2 separate regions of the Mus musculus genome follow, and region 1 is linked to region 2. A link is a contact called in public Hi-C data. All regions are on one chromosome and are shown on one strand. The core of a region is the stretch at or near the end of the contact, and the rest is flanking DNA. Distances in the headings are between cores, read along the strand shown.

Region 1 (3,528 bases), core at 328-2,827, 160 kb after region 2:
TTCCAATTCTATCCCAGAAAGCTGCGGATACAACATAGAACCGCACACCACAGCTCCTCCTTCATCTCCTTCCCCACTGAAGCCCACAAGCAGACATTTTATGTCTAACTGGACTTGAAAACCAATACAAAGGACTTCCATGTTTATGAACCAATCTTGTCCTTGAAAAAGAAAGGACCCAGACATCATGGGAAAGGCCATGTCAAAACAGAGGCAGAGATGGGAGTCACAGGGCCACAGCTAAGAGCCACCTGTAAGCCCCCTGGAGCTGAGAGAGGCAGAGAGAGATCACAGAAGAGAACACAGCCCAGGGGACCCTTGCTTCTGGGGTCTGTCCTCTGGGACAGGGAGAGCAAATCTCTACTGCTTTAGACCACCAAGCTTCTGATCACTATTCACAACAGCAACGAATACAAAGATTTCCTGGGCTTGTGAGCTAGCCGTGTCTTTGAGTCATGCCTAACCCCAGCAAAGGTTTGCTGTGCATGTGAGCTAGCCTTGACTTTGAGTCACCTTCCTACCCCCAGACAAAGGTTTGCTGTGCATGTGAGCTAGCCTTGTCTTTGAGTCACCTTCCTACCCCCAGACAAAGGTTTGCTGTGCATATGAGCTAGCCTTGTCTTTGAAGTCATTCCTGGCCCCAGCACTGTTACTTTCCATTGTTACGGCGTATCTTCCACCTGTTGAGTGAGCTTGGTGCCAGGCCTTGTCGCCCCCACTGTCCCTATCTCCTCAGCTAATGCTTACAATGACATAAAGGGAACATCAACAGTCACAGTTTACTCGCTAAAGGTCTGGTGTTTGCTTAAAACCACATAAAAAGTACATGTTCGAGATAAAAATCCAATTCTAAACTCTATGTTCTGTCCTCTAAACTGCGGCTGCATAGAAACTATGCATCCTTTTTCATTCTCTAATTTCTGAAAGGGGAAACAGTAAACAAGTCAAGACAATCCTTTCACGGCTCCACTTCCACAGGAAATTAAGAGTCTGTCCCAGGCAGGACAAGTAGTTTTATCGGGGCCAGAAACTGCCTGTGACTTGCCATTTGAGAAGTGAGGCAATGAAAAGCCATAGAATCTTTGGCTGACATCATCTAAAGGTCTCTAGAGGTCACCTGAGCCAAATGCATCCTGGCCTCCACATTCCCCTGGAAGTGACAGAAATTCACTTTCCCAGGAAGCTGCCTTTTCTACCTCAATTTTTCTCTTCCACAGAGCCAAAAGAGGCTCCATTTCCTCCTTGGAAGTCGTATGGAACCATCCCAAATCCTTCCCTACAGTCTTGGAAGAACTGAAGTTAATAAATAAGACAGAGACAAGACCAGAGATTGCTCTTTGGCTGCTAAATGAGCTTGATCTTTGATCTCTCCCATGTACACTACAATCTCTGGTCCCTTCTCCATCCTGGGTGGTCTTCTAGCCACACACTAATCAGACCTTGTTCGACCATAATGCAGGAACCCACAACAGGTCTCGGGTTTAGCTGTGTGGCTGGGGCATCTCTGCCCCTCTCCATCTGGACTGCAGCCCCAGCCCTTCACACTCTGTTCCAGAATGCCATCCATCTACGCAAGGGTGGCCCTGCTGCTGACAGCACAGCGTCTTAACCCTCCCAAGCCTTTCGCCAGCCCACTCAGCCACCTGCCTCGGAAGGCTCCCATTTTGAAGTGGCAACGCGATTCATCATGTTCCACAGCCCACACGGCACAGGGGGAAATTAATGACACTGACTGTACTTGCTTCAGAAGCGACTCAACTAGACAGCAGCCTTCACAACAACATTCTGCAAAGGAACACCCCATATTTGGTCTTCAGTAAGAAAAGGGAAAGGGAGACTCGTGTGTGTGTGTGTGTGTGTGTGTGTGTGTGTGTGTGTGTGTGTGTGTAAAGAGAGAGAAAGACAAAGAGATAATATATATACATACATACACTCATACATTCATATATGCACATACATATATATATATATAACATATACACACACATACATGTATATACATATGTGTATATACAGAATGAAGTGCAAATCCATTTGCCTAACAGCTACAGAAGGACTTATGCTCCACCGAGCCATGTAAAATCTAGGGTTGCTCTTTTACTCAGTGCCTAAGCACTTCCCCGACACGCAAGGCAAGGAAAAGAGAAAGACTTGATTTAGAATCTTAGCCCAGCCCCTGTGGTTTGTAGATGGGGACTTCCAAAGCCAATCCAATGTGAACGGATACTGTACAAGGACAGAGGAGTCCCCTCCGGTCATCCATCACCCACTCCCCGTGCTCTGCTTCATTTCCTGCCCACCAGACCTCAAGAATGAAAACCGGTGGTGTCTCTCTCTCTCTCTCTCTCCCTCCTTCCCTCCCTGCCCACCCTCCTCTCATTCTCAGCTAAGCCAATGAGTCCTGGTCTTCATTACAAACAGCTAATCCCCAGTCCCCACACAGGAAAAGCAGTGAGATTAAACCACTGAGTGCTTGGGCCACGCCTACGTCCCTCACCGCCCCCAATATGGAACAGCTTCCCTATATTCATTTCTCGCATCCCCGGTCCAACACAGGTTTACGCGTGCCCTTAAACAGCATACTTCCTCAATTCAGTTGCCTAGCATCACCATTTACACAGAAACATAATGATTTTGAAAGCTGAACCTTGGGGAACTGACGTTAGGGTGATGGGTCTCCATGTCATACTCAGAGAAGCAGAGAAGAGGAAAAGTGACAAGATGGACTCTCCTTCCCACTGTCTCACTTTCGAATGTGGGAATTCTTTGTGCATGAACACATGTATACATGGGTACAAATGGAGGCTAGAAGTCAACCTCAAATGCCCTCTCTCTCTCTCTCTCTCTCTCTCTCTCTCTCTCTCTCTCTCTCTCTCTCTCTCTCTCTGTTAAAGGGTCTCTCACTGACCTGGGGGACCCCACGTCAGCTAGGCCGGCTGAGCAGTGGATCCCCAGGCTCTGTCGCCCCGGCCTCCCTAGCACAAGGGTCATATGCACGTGCATGCCCAACCTGCCTTACTTCTCAGGATTCTGCAAATGGAACGCAGGTCTTCCTGCTTACCCGGCAAGCACTTCACCAACCAAGCCATTTCTCCAAGGCAGAATTCTTTTTCATAAACCATTTTTTTTCCTTTTGAAAATAAAACACAAAACAGGCAGTGTTCCAACAGGAAATAGAGGGAAACATTCCTCACATACCATCCTGTGACCATCACACACACACACACACACAGAGAGAGAGAGAGAGAGAGAGAGAGAGAGAGAGAGAGAGAGAGAGAGAGAGGCCCATTTCTGCCTGCCATGAAACAAAAAAGGACTAACAAAGGCCTTTGTGTTCAGGGGTAAAAAGCCACAGGCAGGTACAATGTTGACTGCTTCCACTTCTCTGGGTTCTTAGAAATACAGAATAGCAGAGAACTTGAGATGAGGAGATCTGGCCCTGGTCACTGAGCGGTGAAGAAGGAACTCACAAAGGCTAATGGTTTACTCTGTTATTGAAGAAGCACAGCCACTAGCAGTTGCTCAGAG
Region 2 (3,760 bases), core at 1,225-3,724:
GAGGTCAAACCTCTTGGACTCTAACACCCTTAAGTATTCCCCATGGCTGACCTTTTCCAAGGGCCCTCAGACTGGCTTATACAATATCTTATATGCAGACAATCTTTTGTTTCCTTACACAGAAGGGAAATTAAGCTGAAAGGAGGTAGAAAGGAACTTGTGTGCAGCACACACAGCCTTGAGAGAGGAGCAGCAGACTAATCTGGAATCAAACCAGCAAGGTCCGGAGAGAGCGCGCATCTCCATCTGGCCTCTGGAGAGGAAGGAGGTGATTGTGCAGGCTACAGAGTGGAGGCTCAGCCTGCTGGGCCCTGCTGCTCCCAGGATGTTGCTGCAGACCACCCTATGGGGACCCCCGCTGTGGATGCTAAGCAGAAGCTGGGAGAAATGCCTGACTGCAGGAGAGCTGCTTCCCCTGTGCTGCATCAAGCCTGGGGGAACCAGACCGAACCCTTTCCCACCTGTTCTATTTGCAGCATCCCAGGCCTTCAGTGCTGCCCATCTACAAGCAGCTGGAGAAGGAGGGGCTACAAGGATGAGGACAAAGATGCTTCAGAGAGAGCAGTGTGTGTGTGAGTGTGTGTGTGTGTGTGTGAGTGTGTGTGTGTGTGTGTGTCTGTCTGTCTGTCTGTCTGTCTCTTTGTGTGTCTGTTTGTGTGTCTCTGTGTGGTATGTATGACTGTGTGTGAGTGTGTGTGTGTGTGCGCGCGTGTGTGTGTGTGTGTGTATGTGTGTGTGTCTGTCTGTCTGTCTGTCTCTTTGTGTGTCTGTTTGTCTGTGTCTGTGTGTCTCTGTGTGGTATGTATGACTGTGTGTGTGTGTGTGTGTGTAAGTGTGTGTGTGTGACTGTATATATGTGTCTGACTCTGTGTGTATGTGTCTGTCTGTCTGTGAGTCTTTGTGTGGTATGTGTGACTGTATATTATGTGTGTGTGTGTGTGTGTGTGTGTGTGCATGCATGCATGTGTGTGTGTAGTATGTGTGTGGTATGTGTGTATGTATGTGCATGCATGCATGTGTGTGTGTAGTATGTGTGTGGTATGTGTGCATGGTGTGTGTGTGTGTGTGTGTGTGATTGTATATAAATATGTGTGTGATTCTGTATATATGTGTGTGACTGTACATATGTGTGTGACTCTGTATGTATTGTGTGACTGTACATATGTGTGTGACTCTGTGTGCTGTGTGTGTGTGTGTGTGTGTGTGTATGTGTGTGTGTGTACATGTGCCAGTGCATATGGAGGCCACAGAACAGCTTTGGGTTTCAAAAGCCTTCCACTACTTTTTAAGACAGGGTCTCACTGACCTGAAGCCCACTAACCAAGCTACGCTGGCGAACCCAGGAGTCCCAGGAATGAACCTGTCTACCTCCCCAACAAAGCTGGGATTATACTACACCCGACTTTTTTTTACACAGCTTCTGGGGGTTGGACTTGTGTCCTATGGTTGCATACACTCTACCAACTGTGCCTACACTTTACCAACTGAGCCATCTACCTGTCGGTTACTTAGGCATGCCTGAAGTGTTGAGAGAAAAAGGCTTGCTCTATAGCCCACTCTACGTTTTCCCATAAACCCCTGTCGAGTTACTGATCATCAGGTCTTAAGCAGAGAGAGCGAGTCTTACAGGTTCAGGCACAGATAAAACCAGTTCTCCATCCTCTCTGGCTCCTGCATCACCACGTAACAATCACCTCTTCAAAGTTCTTGACCCCCACCCAATCTGAGGTGCTCCAGCTAGCTCAAGGGGGAGCAGAGAAAGCAAGACTTACGTAAAAAGAGAAACATGGCTCTCTGGCAATCAAGACTGCCACACAGCAAGGCAAGATTTCAAAAGCCTGTGCATGCACTACTGAAGCAAATCCAGGATGGCTTCTGTGCCCAATGCCCTTGTCCCTGCTTTAACAAAGGTGGGCCTGTCCCTCGACCCACATTATGCAGGGAAAAGAGATTTATACAAAGGATCGCCTATTTGCCACTTCTTCATTCTATTACAGGCGGGAGCAGAGGCTGACACCCACAAGGACCCTTTCCAGCCAGGGATTATATATCATGCCATAGAAATACAGAAAAGACAAATTATCCTGAGATCATCACGCTTCCATTGACCTGCTCAAGGTTTAAACCCATCTGCAATTAGATGCCGTAGCCACAGATCTGCAGGCGGCTTAAATCGTCAGCAACGGGCTGTAATCCTGGGGAAACAGAACAGGGTGGATTTTTATGGGTATCTAAGTTTGGATTCCGTGGGTCTGATTTTGATTCGTGGGAGGTTAGTAATCTGCTCTTGTTACCCAGATCCTCCTCAGTTTCTGAGGTATTTATAATATGATATCTAACTCAGGCTTGAAACACTCATGAAAATTAACGGCATTATTTTTAAAAAATGTAACCGGGGAGAGAGATGGCGAGGGAAAGCGGTGTGACGTGACAAAGGCTCATCACTCTCGCACATCCACCAGAGAGTTCGCCCAGCTGCTGTGACTGATGAATCTCACAGCTGCTAATGTGCCCACTCTTTGGTCAGACCTGCCTTTCTAACGTGGAGACTTATTAAGAAATCTATTTTACTGCCTGCTATAATAGGAGAAATTGAAAATCTATCCACAGTGGGAGCATAGATGTTTTATTTATTTTAACACTTAAAAAGCATAAGCCACCTGATGTGAAGATTTGGGGGCATAGTAGAAATGGCCACCATGCTAATGATCACCATGGTGGCGGCGGCGGCTGCTGCTGCTGCTGCTGCTGCTGCTGCTGCTGCTCTGCTGCTGCTGCTGCTGCTGCTGCTGCTGCTGCTGCTGCTGCTGCTGCTGCTGCTGCTGCTGCTGCGTCTTCTTCTTCTTCTTCTTCTTCTTCTTCTTCTTCTTCTTCTTCTTCTTCTTCCTCTTCTTCTCCTCCTCCTCCTCCTCCTCCTCCTTCTCCTTCTCCTTCTTTTTCTTCTTCTCCTTCAATAATGTGTCCCCTCCTAGGCACTTCCTATGTGTGTACCATTGTTGTGAACACATTACCTCATACTTCACCCATTGAGCAGGTTAGAGCACAGACAGGCATACAGCTGACACTGGCTGACCTACAGAGTTTGAACCCCACACCCATTATCCATCTGATATACTACTTGGTTTACACTGATAATTCTGAGAGGCAGACAGACAGACAGACAGACAGGCAAGCAAAGAGAGAGAGAGAGAGAGAGAGAGAGAGAGAGAGAGAGAGAGAGAGAGAGAGAGAAGAAACCCATTAGATCATGACAATCATGCCCCTGGAACATTAACTATGCTTTAAATACCTTCATTTATGAGTTTAATAAAAAGCCAGCTAGGTGAGTTCTAAGTCTATACTATAAAAAGATGGATTTGTCCAAACATCCCCAAAATATGACTGCAGACTCTTAAAAGGAAAGAAGAATTGTCTGTTCAGAGCACAAGGACATCAGTGTGTTCCCCCAGCGAGACAAGTCTGCATCCCGTCTTCAAAGAACACACACAGCTTCTTCTGGCCAGAAGATCTGATTTCTTCACCATGTCAGAGTGAAGCCAACTTCATCTCAGGGCCAGAAGAGAAGTAACAGTGGTGGACAAATCCACAATACTGTGGTATTCTCCTCCCATGGAAATTAGGTCTGCCAAATGGTCCATAGCGAAACACTGCCCACCTCAGTAATTCCCAAGGCTGATCTTCCAGAGGTCAGCGTGGCACCTGAAGGGCAACATTGAGCAAGGAATCAGAATGTATGTGCGATGTGGGTTAATGGCTCCTA

What was found. A called contact is a pair of places that touch in the nucleus more often than the background predicts.
Region 1: a contact with region 2 is called in a Hi-C map of cerebral cortex, with 1.9 times the contacts expected there. The contact joins two enhancer-like sites. A contact is called at or near these places in 2 of 484 Hi-C or Micro-C datasets (cerebral cortex and cortical neurons) and 2 of 115 datasets of contacts at active chromatin or transcription factors (double positive thymocytes and embryonic basal ganglia).

What each region holds. Positions count from the first base shown.
Region 1 is chr3:51,070,949-51,074,476 of GRCm38.p6, forward strand. All of the region lies in intron 1 of Gm29230 (a long non-coding RNA gene), which reads right to left. Among named protein-coding and RNA genes, the nearest start is that of Gm29230, 17 kb to the right of the region's middle. Within about 2 kb of position 1,578, at least 31 of the 459 cell types and tissues checked have an H3K27ac peak or open chromatin away from gene starts, as enhancers often do. A contact at or near this core is called in cerebral cortex, where this site is marked.
Region 2 is chr3:50,912,832-50,916,591 of GRCm38.p6, forward strand. No RefSeq gene overlaps it. Among named protein-coding and RNA genes, the nearest start is that of Gm37548, 26 kb to the left of the region's middle. Within about 2 kb of position 2,475, at least 24 of the 459 cell types and tissues checked have an H3K27ac peak or open chromatin away from gene starts, as enhancers often do. A contact at or near this core is called in cerebral cortex, where this site is marked.